Linked DNA regions of Mus musculus: all the other regions are linked to region 5. The links are chromatin contacts, called in public Hi-C, HiChIP or PLAC-seq and promoter capture Hi-C maps. All regions are on one chromosome and are shown on one strand. The core of a region is the stretch at or near the end of the contact, and the rest is flanking DNA. Distances in the headings are between cores, read along the strand shown.

Region 1 (3,752 bases), core at 962-3,461, 2.6 Mb before region 5:
CCCCCCCCCCCCGCCAGTAATTGGTTATCACCAGTTTTATTTAACCGATAGTTTCAAACTGGGGAGTAAGGTTTATAAGAAAGGCTGGAGTACGTGAGGATCGGCTCACCTTGGAGCAATCGGATCTTGGGAAACAGAATTTAGCTTTTGACTACAAGCAGCACCAGACCAACCCAACCCCCTACAGCTAGCTGCCTGTAGTGCTGATGACATTAACATTTAGAGTCCATAGCTGAGTGGAAACAAGGACACCAGTAATCTGCACAGCACTTTCTAGCACTAGGAATGCCAGCCAGCAGGAAGCCTTCATTGAGCACAGTCCATGCCTTACTCCCCTGCGTCCTAGGTTCAAGGCACTGTGATGTTGTCAGCGTTGGGATCTTACAATCTAGCTCCTGTTTGCAACCAACCAGTGGCAATAGTCTTCTCGGGTTTGTGGCGCATCAGGGGTATCATAGGAAGGTAACCCACCTCTGGCTCTAAAATCTATGTTGAAAGAAAGCAAAAAATCATCTCTGTCCTCTGTCTCCACTGCGGGGGGGGGGGGGGGCTCCTCCTGATTTTAAGCTCTTTAACTGTTGCTTTGATGTTTCCAGGGAGAGAGAGAGAGAACCCCCACAGAGCCTACAGAAGTCAAGCCAGCTGCTGTTGGCTTTAAACTTAATTCTATTAGATCATGCAACTGAGCAGCCACGCTCCCCACTGTTATGTCCTTTATACAGAGGAGGCTAAATACAAAGCTCTTCCAAGTCTCTCTAGTTTCCCGGACAAAAGTTATCCTCATAGCTCTCGTGATGGGTACATCTTCCGGGCCCCTCCACTGTGGACAAGTAGCTTTTACACAAAGCCACTCTATCATTCCAAGTTCCCTAAGCCTTTCAATCCCATCCTCAATAGAATACCACTCCAGGGTGTCAGGCGACTGCAGCTCTCTTGTAGTAGGCCATCTCTGGACCCATGCTTCAGCCAACCAATCAAACAAACTCTTCACACCATTATCTTCAACAGTGCGGGCTATGACATTAAACTCACTATCAAGGCTCAAAGGACCTAAACTGAGAAATTCAATCTGATCCAGTATTGTGAGCCTCCCACCATTATCCCACACCCTTAAAATCCATTTCCTAGCATGTTCCTTTGCCTTTTGGCGATTTGAGTGAGCAAGTGAATTGAGTTCATGATTAGTATGGCGGTGTTTCTGACTTGTAAGGTCAGACAGAGACTTGGGTCTGGTGACAGGTTCAGAAGTAACTAAGGATGTTGAAGACTGGATCTGAGGGGCATCTGCTTTGTCCTGCTGGGTGCGTTCTTTAGACAAGGCATAACCACTTTCCTCAGACAAGGATGGAGAGGCCAAGACAGTGGGCAACTCAGCTTCCTCAGACCCTTCAGAATCTATGTCCTCCCACACATCTCCATCCCAGGTTACCGGATCCCATTCTTTACCAATCAGTGCCCTCACCTTATCTGCAGACACTTTCCGGGCAGGCTGACACATGACCTGGGATTGCACATCAGCTAACCTCACAATGAGGGCTTCAGTCTGTTTTTCCCCAACTTCAATCCTGTGGCGGTAGGAAAGAAGAGTCTCCCCCAGGACACACTTAGAAGCCTTTAGATCATTTATGTGCATTCGGAGCTGGGAAATTTCATCTCTGAATTGGTCCCTTTCCTTTGTTACTTTATCCAGAAATGCCAGAAGCAGCTCGCCAACTGCGTCATAGTCCCTAATCTTGCAGAAATGTTCAAAAGTATGGTACACAGAGTCATTAAGTTCCTTACCGCTCGAAAAGGATGAATCGGGGAGATCGGCCACATTTATCTTCTGCAGCAGCTCACGCCATGGGTTAACAGTGTCATTATCCGGAGAGTCATTATCCGGAGAGTCCTCGGCAAGTTCAGGTTTGAAGAGCCAGCTCGAGAAACCAGCAAGCGCACGTGGGAAATTCATCTTCAGACTTTTGTTTCCCTAGAACTCGGCTACTGCGTCCTACAAGCCTCGGATCCAAATTCCAGTTCGTCCCTGGCAAAAGCACTCTGGGGAGTTGCTAGTGTGGGGTCCGCGTGAAAAGGTCAAAGTTGCCGGAGTCTCTAGCCCCACCTATCCACTGCCATTAGAGACTTTACATCCGGAAATTGCGTAACCGAGTACTACTGACCAACCAGAGCCTGTCCTCAATTTGAATTGGTAGAATTAGCATTAACAGTTAACCAATCAGCAATGAGGTCCCATTAGCCCCTCCTTTCCATATTGAAACTGCCGCTTCCGGATGCGAAGAAACAAATATAAGGCGTCCTGGCACTGTCAATTGGCCGAGCAGGACAGCGGCGGAGGCCCCGCCCCAGCCTTAGCCAATTAGGACAACCACTGGAGGTTCCGCCCCTGCTGGAGGCGGATTCCCCGGCTGCTGGGAATCTGGGCTTTCGGGCGGAGAGCGTTGGCGTCCTTTTATCCATGGCAGCCGCTGATCTCGGGACCACAGAGGCGTGCCTTCGTCCCGCTAGACCGGTAGAGAAGGGGCAAGCGCCTAGGCCCCGGTGTGCACCCTGCCTGAGTGCGCGTGAGTGAGATGCTGGGGTCTTCTCTGCTCGCCCCCTGCAGCCTGCTCCGAAACCCAAGTCTCCAGGGGCCTGTAGGGTGGCAGGGCTGGGAAGGATAGGGGGGTCTGATTCGGCTGGAGGAGTCTGGGCTGGGGTTGTAAGAGAAGTGGGAAGTGCTTCTTTATATTGCAGACATCTCTTCCAGAAGCAAAAGAAAGTGTCTGGAGAGACGGCTCAGTGCTCTTAACCACTGAGTTCAATTCCCAGCAACCACATGGTGGCTCACAACCATCAGTAATGGAATCCTACGCCTTCTTCTGGTGTGTCCGAACAAATAAATAAATCTTTGAGAAAGAGAGAGAGAGAGAGAGAGAGAGAGAGAGAGAGCCCCTGAGTATAATTTTTGAGGACCAAAGCTGGCCGGAGAAGGGGTGGGGGTGGGGTTTGTGTCCCAGTCAGGGCCATGCTTTCCTCCGTGCAGACCCTTCATAGGGAGTCATGTGTCAACAAAGGTTTATTTGCCCCAGAGCACAGCCAACAGAACAGAGAAACGATTCCACCCAAGTGTGGCTGGGTGAACCAAGGAGTGTACGTATTGGGGTCATGACCCAAAGGCAGCTACATCACTGACAGTCCCACCGAGCACGGGTTCTGATCCACCCCCGCGCAGCTTTCAGGCAGCTCCATCTGAGAATGCTCTCCCCTGGACATAGTTTAAATCAACCTTGTGGAGGGAGCTCTAGGAATTTGCAGCCTTCTGAAGAGATTCTCTCCTCCCACCATCAGGGAGAAGTTTGAAAGTCAGGGGAAGTAGCCACTGCACAACAAGCAGGAACCTACATTTTGGTTCAAACCCTGCTTTTGACATTTAGTAGCTGTGTGACCTTGGGATATACATGCAAATTAAAGAAAGGAAGAAAGAAAGAAAGAAAAGCAAAGAAATGAATTGACCAGGAGAAGACTTGTGGCAGAGAAAAAGGCTTAATGCTTCCAGTTCTGGGTTCAGTGCCAGCTCCAGATAGTATGAGACCCCGACTTAGAGCGTTTCTCCCTGGAAGGTAAAGCCCCTAGACGTTCCCCAAGCTTGTTTTCCCTGATCTCTAAAAATGCAGCCAGAAAAAAGCTCTTTGTTCTCTATAGCCAGCAAAAAGCCTTTTTGTTTCTATACTTTACAACCAGAGATGCCTACCTTCCTGTGCCAATGACACGGA
Region 2 (3,516 bases), core at 315-2,814, 2.6 Mb before region 5:
GTAGAAAGTGAGCTCTGTCAAGTGAGTTCTGTCAAATGTGGTCCTGTTTATCACTGGCCCATCATATTCTCTCTCTCTCTCTCTCTCTCTCTCTTCCTCTCCCTCTCCCTCTCTCTCTCTCTCCAGGGTTTCTTTCCCTTTGTATCCCTAGAATTTGTTCCAGGTTGTTCTAGAATTAGTTCTGGGGACCAGACTGGCCTCAACCTGAGTGAGTGATCTGCTACCACTGTTTCATAGTGCTGGAGTTAAAGGCATGTACCATCATATGCTGCTAAACTAGCCTATCACTTCCAACCCAGTCTCTCCTGCAAGGAGGACTGACCAGTCAGAACTCTCCGATTCTAATTTCTGCCCCGAGGAATGGCAGCCTTTTTCCTTCTCCAAGCTTGTGATTCCTGGGACAATTGCAGTTTCAGCCATCCTAGGAAGCCATCCTCAGCCCTCAGGTGCTGGCCACAGGGAAATCCCTGGTCACCCACAGCCCTTCTTCCTCTCTATGGACAGAACTCTGAGTCCTAAAAAGGTAAGAAGATGCATCCTCCATGTGTTCACAGAGAGGCAAAGGCAAAAAGCCTGGGGAATGTTCAACAAGGATGAACTCAGTGGCTTATCTTTTATGGGACGATCTTGAGTTTAGAACAGGCTAGAGCACAGGAAGGAAGAGCTGAGGAGGGTCTCCACATCTCCCCCATTGCAGACATTTCCTAGTTATAATGTCCAGCGTACAACCTTCCATGCGACTACCATGATTTCACAGGAAGCCAGTAAAGTCATTCACACTTTGGCCAAGCCTTGACTCTTCCACAGGCTGGCACTACAAGGTTCCTTTCTGCAGTCCTGGCTGTTCTAGAATTCTCTCTATAGATCAAGTTGGCCTCAAGGTCAAGCGATCCCTCTACCTATGCTAAACCATGTCTGCCTTCATTTCTCGTTCTTGATGCTGGACAGAGACCCCATCACTCCTCCATCATGTATTGTCGCTGAGGCCATTTCAGGTTTAACTAGAATTTGATTTCCTTGATCAAGAATTCTAGGAAAATTACTCAACTCCACTTCTAGGAACCCAAGGTCAGGATATCCTTGCTAACTTATCTCAACCTGTTTGTGCTGGAACCCCCTCTGGCTAACTGCTTATCTTAGCTTCTACTAGAGACTGCTTGTTTCTGTGAGGATTCTACTTTGGTTGCCAGATGTAAAAATCTGGAGCTAGGGCACTCAGTGCCCTCGGCAGCTCAGCTCACTCTCCAGTGTACGTATTGAAGAGAGACTGTGGGGTAGAGTTATCGTCCTATGAACCTCTGTACGCTAATCCTGATTTTTGCTGGAAATAGACCAACTCAACAATTTTGAACCAAATTTAAAGCAGGCATTTATTAAATATTAAATACTGACCAAGAGACAGACCTGGGTCAGTAAAATTCCCCCGGAATTTGCCAGCGCGAACGGCCTCAGTCACGTGTTACAGCGGTTTCTTTTTAGATATTCAACTAGACCACCGTACTTTCCCATGAGCCTTTGTTATTTCCAAAGAACTACAATTCCCAGCATTCCAGGAACTTACGTAGTTCCGGGGCAGAGGAGGCTTCCAGGTTAATTTTGAGAATTACAGATGCAAGCTCTCCACCTTGATTTCAGGAGGAAGAAGGGGAAGTTAGTAGTGGGTGGTCTGAGGGACGCTCAGGCAAGGTCCTAAGTCTCGACATGGTGAGTACAGGGTCACTGCCCATATCGGGGAGGAGCAGGCGGATGAACCTGGGGAGCTGGTGTGGTGGGTTCTCCTCGGGACTGGGTGGTAAGCGGAGGCCAGATGTGGCCACCTGTGGGGTCTGTTTTAGTTCTAGTCATTCCCTGGACCCGGTAGTGGGCTCTGAATAACGTCACTATCCGGACTGCTTCTGCGCCAAGCATTTGGAGTAAGGACTTGTGTGCAGGATCATCCTTGGCAAGATGCCAAACTCGAAGAGACCTGGTTTCTCACAGTATCTTCTACAACTTTTTTCCTTTAGCATTTAACGTTTAGTTGTAAGGTCCATTTGGAGTTCATTTTGTGGCGGTTGTAAAAGGTGTCTCACGTGTTGGGTAACACTACAATGTTAATCTGTGATGTAGAAGAATAGGATTTATGATGTAAAGGAATTGCAGTGCTTAGGAGAGGGTAAGTCACACCACATAGAATTTAGATAAGTGAGGATGCCATCTAAAACACCCTACAGATGGGTACTATGCTAACCATGTCTGTTAGATAGGATGCTAGGATACACATTTTTGTTCACTAGGATTGTCCAGAAATATGGCTGAAGAGCAGAACAAAGGAGACAAACCAGATTTACAACCAGCTGCTAGGCCATTCCCATTGATAAGTTATTTGTTCTCTGCTGCTCAAATGAGCCAGTTCAAGCCAGCTTGGATTATATTAAATGTCAGTTTATTGGGAAGCCGCTCTTGTTCACTGGCCCCAAGGACCGAGGTCAAGGAAGTTACCATGGTGAGAGAGGGAGGCAGAGAAAGAGAAAGCAGGCAGGGGACAGAGAGAATAGGAGAAAAAGAGAAAGTGAGAAGAGAGCAAGAGAGAGAGAGAGAGAGAGAGAGAGAGAGAGAGAGAGAGAGAGAGAGAGAGAGAGAGAGAGAGATTGCAACATGAGCAAGACTACACTGTTGTCAATTTCTTGCAAAGGAACAACTCTGTAGTGTTGAGGGCTGTTTTTTTTTTTTTTTTTCAAGTAAGGCTTTCCATGTGATGGGGGGGGGTGGGGAGAGAGAGAGAGAGAGAGAGAGAGAGAGAGAGAGAGAGAGAAAGATTTTGAATTAGTCAGTGTGGAGAGGAGTTTTGAGTCAGAACAGCTGAGTTGACCAGCCAGCAAGAGTTCAGGAAAATCTAGGAAAGGCGAGCTTATTCAGCAGTAAATCTCTGAAGCTGGGATTGTCCAGAGACTAGAAACCTTCAGGACTAGGCTAGGTAAATAGGCTGAGTCAGTAAGCCTCAGAGAAGACAGTTACCTCAGGTGAATAAAATCATTTATACAGAGCTCCTTCTCTAAAGCAAGGATATATGCTTGGGAAAGCTGGTAATGGTCTGCAGCCAGGACCTGTGGGGAGAGGTTGTGTCAGATCCTGAGAACCCAACTCTTGCCACCACGTGGGGCTGTGGTTGTTAGTCCCAAGTCCACTGTTGGCTTGTTCAGTAATGTTCCTGATGTATCCTGTGTTCCCTATGACCAGCATGAATTTGATAGACTCCTCCTGAGTTTGTCCCATTGTATGATAGTTTCTGCTGACTTCATAGAAGTCTCCCATTTCTTTCCGTGTTTCCCCTGTAAGTAGTATACAAGATGCTATTCTTCTTAAGAAGCTTACTCCAGGAGATACAGCTTGTGCAAGACCTTTATTGTAGGATATCTGATCATACCGTGAAACCTGAGTGTAACAAGATTAAGTAAACCATGGGTCAAGAAGTGCCAGAAGCAACCAGCTGACAGGAAGGGAACCTAGGATTATTAAGTAAAAGTCACAGAGAGT
Region 3 (3,761 bases), core at 913-3,412, 2.7 Mb before region 5:
CACAGAGCTTTCCAGAGTTGTCCCTCTTAAAATGTTCATGTTCCTGTCTTCTCCCAAACCAGACTAAAGCAAGCACTTCGTGGATAAAACTTGCTTGCCAGCCGGGCAGTGGTGGCGCACGCCTTTAAACCCAGCACTTGGGAGGCAGAAGCAGGTGGATTTCTGAGTTTGAGGCCAGCCTGGTCTACAGCTACTTTTTTTTTTTGTTTTTTGTTTTTGAGACAGTGTTCCAACTGCCTCTGCCTCCCAAGTGCTGAGATTAAAGGCGTAAGGCACCACTGCCCCGCCAGGGAGATACCTCTTGACTGAACAAAACTCTCTCTGCACAACCATAGGGGAGTGATGGTAACTGTAACCCTGAAAACCAAAACTCAGTACTGACTGTGGATTGTATTTCTTTTCTTAAACAGTTGACAGGAAAGGTTTTCATTTCCAAAGAATAAATAAGAGGTTTTTGTTTTTTGCTGTTGTTTTTTTTAAGAAAGTTTTCGCTTTGCCTGCACATTCACGCACTGGAGGAAGTCTCCAGCATTCTGGCATTAATTAGCACTGCCACTACAGTGGCAAGGTGAATCTTAGTCTCAAATGTCAGAAGCTGAAGTCAGACAGAAACAAGTTCCGGTGGCCAAAACAGAGTGCCTCTGCATCTCCCTGATGGTTTCTTCTTTACAAACTGACTCTCTCCCCCTCACAAACCAAACCCCTCCACCAGCTCAGGTCAGGCCTCAAGGCCAAGAACAGACAATAAAACTGAACGTGTACACTCAAACCTCCACTAAAACCTTATAAAACTTACTGTTATGGCTCAAAAAGCTAAGACCACAGAGCCAAGATCATATAGCTTCAAAGTGTTTAAGAAGAGCCAACCGTTGAACATCAAGGCCAAGTTGCAACCCTCTGTGTGACCACCACCGAGCATGGGGGGACACCACTAAAGTGGACAGTATGCACACGGACGTCAAGTGGTGGCTGGGCACCAAGCCCGCAACGAGGCCTCACCGGGACTGAAGAGCTGGGCCCAGAGGTACTGGTGATCCTGAAGCAGCTCCGAGGCGGGCATCTCCAACAGCTCCAGCATCTCCTTCCGTGCTAAGTCCTGCAGCGCCTTGAGCTCCTTGGCTCCTTTGCTTTTGAGCACCTGGGGGTGGATGGGACCAGAGATGTGCACCACCCACAGCACCGTCTCGTCCAGCTGTGTCTTGGGAGCCACCTGGAGCCTGTTCACTAACTTCTTAGAGGTCACCACGACCAAGTGCACCAGCCCCGATGGAAGGGGTGTGGACCGGCCCGAGTAGAGGAGAAACTGGTGATCTCCGACCTTCTCCAGGGTGCTGGTGAAGGATTTGGGGACTGGGCCTGCGGTGGGCCCCACAGTCTGCAACGCGGCCACGCGCTCCGTGGGATTGTTGAGCTGGATGCGCTGCAGATAGACGTGGGGTCGGCCTCGGTGCGCCAGGAAGTCCTCCTGCAGTAGCACGCAGTCCCGGCCCGACCCCGCGGAGAGCCCGGAGGCCGAGGCGGGCCCGGGGACACCAGCGGCAGGGCCCGAGCCCGGGGTCCCCAGCTGCAGGCAGCGCACTCGGCGCAGCAGGCCCTCCCGCAGAAGCAGCACCGCCTCTCCAGCCTCGGCCACCACATTCAGCGGGCGTAGCTGCACGAAGGGCACGAAGTCCGGCGTCACGGCAGGCTCCCGCTCTCCGGGCGTCACCCACAGCCGGTTGTTGGAGGCGTCCAGAGCCAGGAAGCCGTTGGCCACCAGGGCTGGCACCCCGGGGCCAAGCGGCACCGCCTCGCCGCGATCACGCAGGCCGCGCCACGCGCGGGTGGCCGCCTCCAGACAGGCAGACGGCTCGGCGGCGCCCGGCTCGCTGCGGGCCCAGGACGGCAGGTGCAGGCCGCCCGCCGCCCGCCGCGCCCCGGAGCTCGCGAACCACAGGAGCAGCACCAAGAGGCCGAGCAGGCAGAGGAGGCGGCGGGCCCAGCTGCTCGACAGCAGCCCCGGCAGCCCCTTCAGGCGCTGCTGCAGCCACATCGGGCCCGCCGCCCAACCTGCCCGCCCGGCCGCCGCCGCTCACTCCCCGGGCCGCGTCGCCGCGCCCTCCTCAACGCCCGCCGCAGCCACCCCAGCAGACACCTTCACCGCTTCCTCCTTCTTCTTGGTTGCCTCCTAGACGTCAAACGCCACCGGCCGTAAGGCGTCGCTGAGTCTTTTGCGACAAGGTGGAAAAGCGGCCAGGGGCGGGATTTGGAGAGGGGGCGGGGTCTCCTTGGGGGCGGGGCCTGGACTGAGGGGCGGGGTGGGGAAGGGAAGAGTGTGGGCAGGAGTCCAAACGGCTTGTTGGAAAAAAGAGAGCAAGAAAAGAAAGTCAGAGAGCAAGCCAAACCCAACATGTGCTGCGCCTCGTTTGCTGCTGATGGTTTCAACAGCCCTAAAGTTAAAAAATAAGAACGTACTGTTTCTGTAAACTATATTTAACTGAATGAAGAAAAGACATGGGGGTAAATGGAAGGAAAGAAAGAAGGGAAGGAGACAGGGAGGAATGAAGTGGAGGGAGGAGGGAAGGAAGAGGAGGAGGAAGGGTAGCCACTGAAAAATTATTTCCTAGGAAATATTTTGTTGGCAGCGTTTCAAACCTGCCTGGCTGCGAGTACACCAGAGTGGGACATAAATCCAGCCTGTTTCTTGAACACAGCAAGTAGTTTTCTTGATGTCAATCTTGAGTTTTAACTCATTAAATAACGCGAAACATTAAGATCTCATACTTTGACAAGACCCGGAGCATCCATATGGGGGGAAGGGCGAGGGGGGCGGAATTCATTGGGAGCACTGGAGCAGACAGTGGGGTGGTTGTTTCCACTTTGAATTCTAGGTAGACAGTGGGCGATTGTTTTCACTTTGGATTCTGGGCAATCCAGAGCCAGACGGGCTGTTGCAAATTCACAGTTGACAATTGAACGGTCACTTAAGGTGGCTTCTAGTGGGTTGTAGGCAGACAGAAAACTGTATGCTGAGGTGGCAAGCCAGTGTCGCATTGGAAGAATGCTCGTCCTGTTTTGATTTGATTTTTATTTTTATTTATCTTTGAGACAGAATCTTTCCTTTGTTGTCCAGACTGGACTTCAAACAATTCCTAGGCCCAAAAGATCCTTTCTCAGCATCCCCAGTCCCTAGAATCAAAGGCATTTGTCCAGCTTTTTACCCATTTTTATTTTCACACAAAAATGAATGCTAAGAGCCCAGCAGTGGTGGCACATGCTGTTAGTCTTAGCATTTAAGAGGCAGGGCAGGTAATTCTCGGAGTTGGAGACCAGCCTGGTCTACAGAGTTCCAGGACAGCCAGGACTACACAGAGAAACCCTGTCTTGAAAAACTAAAGTGGGCTGGTGAGATGGCTCAGCGGTTAAGAGCACCGACTGCTCTTCCAAAGGTCCTGAGTTCAAATCCCAGCAACCACATGGTGGGATCCGTAATGAAATCTGATGCCGTTTCCTGGAATGTCTGAAGACAGCTACAGTGTAAAAAAAAAGAAAGAAAAAGAAAAACTAAAGCAAGCAAGCAAGCAAACAAACACCCCAGAGCTCAGTAGCACATTTTAGCCAGTTGTTGTACACATATCTTTAATCTGACTCTTCAAGAGGCAGGGGCAGGTAGATTTTACTAAGTTCAAGGCTAGCCTGTCTACACAGTGAGACCATATTTCAAAACAAACTAAAACAACCACACTTTTTTTTTTAGCAGACTATTAGCTCAGAACAGAATA
Region 4 (3,486 bases), core at 867-3,366, 2.7 Mb before region 5:
GCCTCAACCCCTGAGTACTGGGATGACTGACATGAACCGTCATGTCCTGTCCAGGGTTGTTTCTAATAGTGACCATTTTCTGGTATGTGCAATTCATATACACAGTGGAAAAGTCGATCAAAACAGGAATAACTGACATAAGAAAAGCCCCCTGCAGTTGAACCCCAGTACTCGCTAGACCCATTTCTAGTGGCAGTCTGCAGTACTGGAGGAACCTTGCCATTGAGGGGTTAAAGGAAGAGCCTCACAGTTTGGAGTTCTGGTTTAGGCAAGCCCAAGTGGAATGTAAGATTAGAAGCCTGGGAATGGGCTCAGAAGTTCCCTCTTCTGTCCAGGTTGGGATGGGAGCCTAGGCCAAAGCTTTCAGGGAGGCTACAGCAGAGGCAGAATGGACAGGAGAGAGTTTGGGAAAGCTCCTCCAAGCCTCTGGCTTGAGTAAGATTCTGCCAAAGGGAAAGGAAACAGTCTTCAGTTTTGTACTCAAAGAATTCCCTGGGGAGGCTGGAGATGATGGAGGAGGAGATACTTAGCGCACACTATACCCCAAGGCAAGTGCTGGGTGTGTCTCTCCAGTTCAGAGTCAGATGTTCCAGACAAGAAGCTGCCCTATGGGCAGTGACTACAGGCCAGCTCCCATGACTCACCTCTCTGGAGACTCGTAACCGGCGTGCTGATTTACCTCTGAGGCTGTTTGTGGCATGACTGTACCCTGGCTATAGGGCAGTGCCAATCGGTAGAAAGCATAACATGGCAGCTAGGTGTGTCAGTGAGATGACTACAGTCCTAGCCCTTGGGAGGCAGAGTAAAAAGATCATCAATTCAAGGCTGGTTTGGGCTACATAGTGGGAAGCCTGCCCCCAAACAAACAAAAGCAAGGTCGCATGGGCCACAGACACAGTTAAAATATTCAGCTAGCCATATTATCTGCTTTTAAATACTTGGCTTGTTGTTTTTATTTAATGTGTATGGGATGCTGCCTGCATGTATGGAAGTGTATCAGAAGTGTGCCTGGTTCCCCCTGGAAGACAGAGAGGACACTGGATCCCCTGAATTGTAGTTACCGATGTGAGCTAACATGTAGGTGTTGGGTCCTCTGTAAAAGCCATCTCTCTAGGCCCCAACCATATTCATTTATCGTGTGTGGTTGATGTACACGTGCCCTGGCTCTTGTACGGAGGTTAGAGGACAACATTTTATGAGCAGGTTCTTTCCTTCCACCGTGTGGGTTCCTGGAGATGGAACTCAAGCTGTCAGGCTTGGTAGCAGCCATTTATACCTACTGAGCCTTTTTTGTGACCGCCACTATTAGCTCTACTTTTAGAAGTAAGAAGAAACGGGGTGGGGGGGGCGATTTAATTAAGATAATGTATTTCATTTAGCCCAGTTTATCCAAAGCTATAACAACACATCAATATAAAATTACTAATAAGGTAGTTTGCATTTCTTTTTATATTAAACATTGGGGCATTTCTCAGTTTGTAGCAGCTGCATTTCAGGGTCTCAGTAGCTACAAGTGGCTGGTGGGTGTTACTACAGAGCCCAGGCTTGGAGCCCTCCCAGCTTGGGGTCCAATGCAGTATCCCAGTTCTTGGAACAAAATGAGGGGCCAGTGAATGGCATGTGAGGTTGGATAATCATGTCCTGAATGTCCTGGGACTGAGTGAAAATTAAAAACTGCATGTTAGATAGCCAGTGCAATGACTGTCACCTAGTAGCTGCCTGATGCGTTGTGGCTGCTGTTTAGTTGCCTCAAAGGCAACTGAAGGACAATTACTTCACCCTAACGGTCTGTTTGTTCCCTTTGAAGACACTCGGATTATGAAATGCGAGTCTGGATTTCAAAACTGACAGGTGTTATACAGGGTCAAATTCTGGAGCAGCAACAACAAAAAAGGCGCAACAACAAAAAAGGCGCACGCAAACCTCTAATCGGTACCCTTGTCGTGTCCTGCCCGCTCCCCTCCCCGCCGTCCACCCTCTCCCCTCCCCCAACCCCCGTCCCGTTCTCCCACCCCTCCAACCCCTGCTTGACAGCTCGAGGCTCCGCCCTACCCCACCCTGACGGACGCTGATCCAAACTACAACTCCCATGACGCGCTGGGAGCCCCACCCTACAGCTTACGTCATCTGCACGAGACACGGGACGGTTACCAGGCACGCGGGGGCTCCTTTTGGAGCGCGGAGTTCCTAGACACTGTGGTATAGGAGTGGTAAGGTTGAGGTGACAGCGTTCAGAGGCCATCGGCTCGTCCGGGCTGCAGCGGGGCGAGTGACGAGCGCAGCCCCCTCCCCTCCCGCTTCTCTCGGTGTGGCGCCGGCTAGTGACGTGTTGGGTGTGATGGCCGCCGCGAGGCCGGGAAGGTGAAGGTGAGAGGGCGAGCGCGCCGGGGTGGTGGAACCGGCAGGCCCGGGCCGGGAGAGTCCTGAGCCACCCGGCTTAGGACGCTGGGCCTCTGGGGCCTCTGGGCCTCGGGCTCAGGCTCGGGTCACACGGGCGTTTCCCCTGCTGCGGCCTCGCCGTCAAGCCCTGCTCGGCTCTGAGGAGGGGGCGGGCCACCGGACTGAAGGCTGGGAGGTGGGCTCCTCCTCGCAGCTCCCCACACCCTGATGTCTCAGCCCTGTGATCTCCATTCAAGGTCCCTGACCCATTCCCGGTTTTCATCCAGTACTTTTCTTTTTTTGCCAGCATTTTTTTTTTTTCAGCACCCGGTTCACTGTACCCCACTTACGGTGGAAGTCTTTTTACTTATATGCCTTTTCATTGCACCGTTAAGACTCTGAGGGTTGGAGCTATTCTTAATCCGTCCCTGACCCTAGCACCTAACACATTGAAAGGCCACAGTGAATACTGAAAAAGATAGCTGTTTGGAAGGAGAAAGGCAACACTACTGGCCTCCATCTCTTGTAGTACTTTTCTATCCTGTTTTCTAGCTTTGCCAATCATCTCTCCCTTCGTCAGAAAAGGACTCTTGATTGTCCCCTTTTTGTCTTAGGTAGGAAAACACAAGTGAGCTTTGGAGTCACAGCTAGTGTAGTTTGGTGTCTAGCTTGGCTGCTTGGCTCTATACATCTTCCTAGTACTGTAGAGACCAAGTTTGCTCCATAGACTTGAGAATGGAAGGAGAGACTTTACAGTAGCAGGGATACTCTGGCCTTTGTCAGGTCTATTTTTCTTCCTCTCCTCTCCACTCCCCTTCCACTTCTAGTTGGCAGTTCCCCAGTCCTGAAGGCCAGGCCTTGGCCTGATTCAGCTCCCTTCTCTCTCTGGCTGTGTCTTAGCGAGGACCTCTTTGGTGCCTTGCATTAGCACATGGCTTAATATATTAGCACACGGCTAATGTGTTTGTCTCATTGTCATTGTTATTGTCTCCTCCCCCTCCACACACACACTTCCTCACCTGCTTCCTCAACACCGCAATGAGTAAGCTTCCCTCAGGGATGAGTTAGTTTGGCTTTAACACCTGATTAAACATATTTTGCATTTTC
Region 5 (3,450 bases), core at 916-3,415:
TAGTGCTGGAATTAAAGGCATGCACCACCACGTCTGGTTAATATTCATCTCTTTATTGTCTCTTGTGTATACTTAGCAGAAGTCCTCACTCACTTCCATTTTATTGAGCTGTCCTTATTGTGTGTTCCCTAGGCACCAAGGGAATAGCCAGAACAGGATGGTGTACCTGTGTCCTAGAGGAGTATATAATGTGACAGAGTGAACAGTGACTGGGCTGTGTAGGAGCTCCTTGACTTTGAAGGTAACTAAACTGGGTTTGAAACAACACTACTCCCTCCTAGCTGTGAAAGGTCCTATAAAACTTCATCTCCCCCCACCCCTGCTCCTGCAAGACCACATGTACCAGCAGACATATGTTGCTGACCCTGAGTAGTCTTCCAGTAACTGCTGGTTTCACAACTACTAAGTGTTATCAGTGTGAATAGCAAGTGATCCCTGGTGAAGATTTGCAAGGCACCTGCACAGGTGCTAAGTTAGCTGTCAGGGATTGGGCGGGGGGGGGGGTTGGGGGGTGGAGGTGGGCTGTCAGGCTGTACTATTTTCACAGAATAACAGCTGATGCTATATCGTAAGTAGCATTTTAAAAAATCATCAGGGTAGAGCTGCTGTGATTGCTATTGGCGGCTTTATAAGAAGAAAAAGAGAAACACAAACACACACACAAACACACACACACACACACACACACACACACACACACACACACACACACACCATCCGTATCTCTTACTATGTAGTTTTTGCCACCAAGGCTATCGTCAGCTATGTTCCATTAACGTTGGATGAGAACCATGAAACGAAGTCACCCCGTTCTCTTCAAAGTGTATGACATGTGTGATGCTGAACCGCAGAATACAGACTAAGTTAGGAACCAGCCTATGGTCTCCCACATGTGATTCTTGGTGGCATTGTTACCTGCCTGGAGAGAATGAGTAAATTGGACCCACTGGGCAGAATCCAGGGCAGACCACTGAATCTTGCTTCTGACAGGTGACACTGGCTTTCAGCTTTCTCAGATAGACCAGAGCACCTCCTCCACATGTCTTCCACAGGAGGCTTAAAGACCAGAACCCTCCCTGCCTGCTCAGTGGCTACCCCTCTTCAGGGTTGAGGTTTTGAGCTGAGACCTATGTCTCAGAAACATGTGAGAACCAGGTGATTTCCCAGGCTCCTGACCAGCAGGTGGGATTTTCCATCCTCCCAAGGGTCACTTCCCAGTTTCTCCCCCAGCACCTAAAAGTACCGTCCTTGAGGTGGCCCTCACAAGGGCCAGTGGCTGCGGGTCTCTCAGTATCTCAATCAGCCTACAGTAAGAGTGTATGTGTCCATGAGGAGGGACAGAATAGTTGCCTGCCTCCCTACCCACCCTACCTCTCCAAATACTCCATATTCAGGGCTGTAGGGATATGCACTGTCCTTGGGAGCTTGCTGATGAGGTCAGTTCTAGGAAGCAAGACTTTCTGGATGGTTTTCTTCCTCGATTTCTGTTTACCTATCAGCCAAGAGAACTCAGAAAAAGAGGACTGCTCTTACTTAGGGTTCCAAGTATGTTTAAGGAAAAAATGAAACATATTAAAAAGAGCTATACCTATGCAATGCTGCTTATACTATGCCTGTACACTCCGAGTAAGCAGACATATGCTGCACATTATAGGAGCCATATTATATAGCTCATATTAATAAGCTCCATGAGAAGATGCAAACATTCATGTGGAGTTAGCCTGGCTCTAGAGTCTAAATGAGTGAATTATCTAGAAGGCTTTGGTTCTCCTGAGCGGTGCCAACTTTGGGACTGCTTTCCCCCCATGTCCTACCACGAAGAGTAGGAAGTCCATGAGATCTGGGACGGGCTGATGGTGACAAATTAGCTGGGGGAGGCCCAATCAGGGCACCCAGTCACGAATATAGTGGACACCTGCGCCAGTCTCTTCCCCACCACTGGAAGGGTGTCTCGAAGAGGAAGGAGTGATAGAAGCGCATTCATTCCCGGAAGAGATGCTGGAGAAAGAGGCCCAGAGATGCCAGGGAATCACAGGTGGAGGTGTCCTGCGAGGGGCGAGGACTCTGTGTAAAGAGGCGTGTCCTCAGGGCGCGGCCCCGCCCATTCCCGCCCTCCCCCCACCCCCTGGTCTGCCCTAGCTCCTGGCCTGAGGGTTTCGCTTTCAGTCACCAGCTAGAGCGCAGCTGAGGCACTAGAGCTCCAGGCACAAGGGCGGGAGCCACCGCTGCCCCTATGGCGCCCGCCGCCCTCTGGGTCGCGCTGGTCTTCGAACTGCAGCTGTGGGCCACCGGGCACACAGTGCCCGCCCAGGTGGGTGACTCTTGGGGTCACGGGGGACAGCTGCGCATCACAAAGTGCCCATTCCAGCTACTGCTACTGCACAATTCCGGGACAGCATGAGAGGCCATCACGTCCCCAGCAGACACGCGCCACGCGCCTCTGGGGACCCACTGGGGACCCGAGGTCTGGCCCGTTGGGATCCTGGGGTGGTACTCGGTTCCCGACAGCCTTATGTTCCAGAAATACCCAGTGGCTTTCTCCGCGAGCTTGATCAGGGCTCGAATAACACCCAGCAGGGCTCAGGAACACTGTTCATCCTTGCGAAATCCCTTCTGTCCCGCGGTCTCGAGGCGGGAAGGACCAGGGCCACTGCCCCATTGCTTGAGCGGGTTGTGTCGTCTGAAGACTTCCTTCTCTGCGCCATGGTCTGTCTCTTTCTTAGAAACCCTGGGATTACTAGATGTTGGCGGGGCCAGGAGTCTAAGTAAGCGCCTAGTATAAGAGACCGATGGGGAGTGAGTCACTTCTCTGTCACTAGATTGCTTCCATGGATCCGCCTTGCTGTGTTCAGGGGACGTTTCAGAATGTTCTCAGTGTAGTGGCAGAGAGGGCAGCTACCCCAAGGAACCTCGGGAAAATGGACCGATTAAAGATCCCAGTATCCGGTATTCACATTGCCCCCCTCCCCCCCCCTTCCTGCCTCCATTGATCGAAGACAGGGTAAAAAAAGGCAGATTACAGGTACGGAAAAATGAGGAGGCTCAGAGAAATTACCTTTTTTGAAGGATTTAAAGGGAGCTTGCTGCACTGACATGCCTTTGCTTGGTTCCATGTATGCTCTCTGCCTCCTGAGCCCACCTTGATGGACAGGGTGTGCTTACCTGACTGCAGGGGAGTAGAGTGGAAGGTGGCTTCTGTTGCGTCCGGAGGTGATATTCAATGGTCCTGGGATGCAAAGGAATGGACTCATCCTTGGTGGGTGTAGGTCCTCAGGGAGGTGTCAAGGATGGACTCTGGGTCAGGACAGTCCCAGTTCTGAGGGCGGAGTGTGAATGTGCATGGTTGTGGTCAGGAGCCTGAGTGGGGATTGTGCTCTGAGCTCCAAGGAAGGATAGGTCTTTGGGCACTGAGCTGGGGTCTGTCCCTGGGGACAGACAGAGCACAGGAGC

What was found. Promoter capture Hi-C pulls out the DNA fragments that hold promoters and counts their contacts. Hi-C and Micro-C count contacts between places; a contact is called where the count stands out from the background. HiChIP or PLAC-seq counts read pairs in DNA pulled down with a chosen protein or histone mark.
Region 1: an H3K4me3 HiChIP or PLAC-seq map of fetal liver shows a contact between it and region 5, with 8 times the contacts expected there. The contact joins the promoter of Miip here to the promoter of Tnfrsf1b in region 5. A contact is called at or near these places in 2 of 115 datasets of contacts at active chromatin or transcription factors (astrocytes and fetal liver).
Region 2: a Hi-C map of B cells shows a contact between it and region 5, with 6 read pairs. The contact joins the promoter of Zfp933 here to the promoter of Tnfrsf1b in region 5. A contact is called at or near these places in 1 of 39 promoter capture datasets (cranial neural crest) and 1 of 484 Hi-C or Micro-C datasets (B cells).
Region 3: an H3K27ac HiChIP or PLAC-seq map of bone marrow-derived dendritic cells shows a contact between it and region 5, with 4 times the contacts expected there. The contact joins the promoter of 2510039O18Rik here to the promoter of Tnfrsf1b in region 5. A contact is called at or near these places in 2 of 39 promoter capture datasets (cranial neural crest and second pharyngeal arch cranial neural crest) and 1 of 115 datasets of contacts at active chromatin or transcription factors (bone marrow-derived dendritic cells).
Region 4: a promoter capture Hi-C map of frontonasal cranial neural crest shows a contact between it and region 5. The contact joins the promoter of Mfn2 here to the promoter of Tnfrsf1b in region 5. A contact is called at or near these places in 3 of 39 promoter capture datasets (cranial neural crest, frontonasal cranial neural crest and hippocampal neurons).

Annotation. Positions count from the first base shown.
Region 1 is chr4:147,867,178-147,870,929 of GRCm38.p6, reverse strand. Miip (migration and invasion inhibitory protein) reads left to right here and starts at 2,211. Exons shown (of 10, transcript NM_001025365.2): 1 at 2,211-2,561. It overlaps Fv1 (Friend virus susceptibility 1), which reads right to left and starts at 1,951. Exons shown (of 1, transcript NM_010244.3): 1 at 572-1,951. The coding sequence starts at 1,951. The coding sequence ends at 572.
Region 2 is chr4:147,846,466-147,849,981 of GRCm38.p6, reverse strand. It overlaps Zfp933 (zinc finger protein 933), which reads left to right and starts at 1,564. Exons shown (of 4, transcript NM_198619.3): 1 at 1,564-1,704. The coding sequence starts at 1,702.
Region 3 is chr4:147,939,296-147,943,056 of GRCm38.p6, reverse strand. 2510039O18Rik (RIKEN cDNA 2510039O18 gene) reads right to left here and starts at 2,162. Exons shown (of 3, transcript NM_029841.3): 1 at 1,000-2,162. The coding sequence starts at 2,032.
Region 4 is chr4:147,903,539-147,907,024 of GRCm38.p6, reverse strand. It overlaps Mfn2 (mitofusin 2), which reads left to right and starts at 2,116. Exons shown (of 19, transcript NM_133201.3): 1 at 2,116-2,367.
Region 5 is chr4:145,245,585-145,249,034 of GRCm38.p6, reverse strand. Tnfrsf1b (tumor necrosis factor receptor superfamily, member 1b) reads left to right here and starts at 2,165. Exons shown (of 10, transcript NM_011610.3): 1 at 2,165-2,311. The coding sequence starts at 2,234. Gm36233 (a long non-coding RNA gene) reads left to right here. Exons shown (of 3, transcript XR_001784499.2): 3 at 133-237.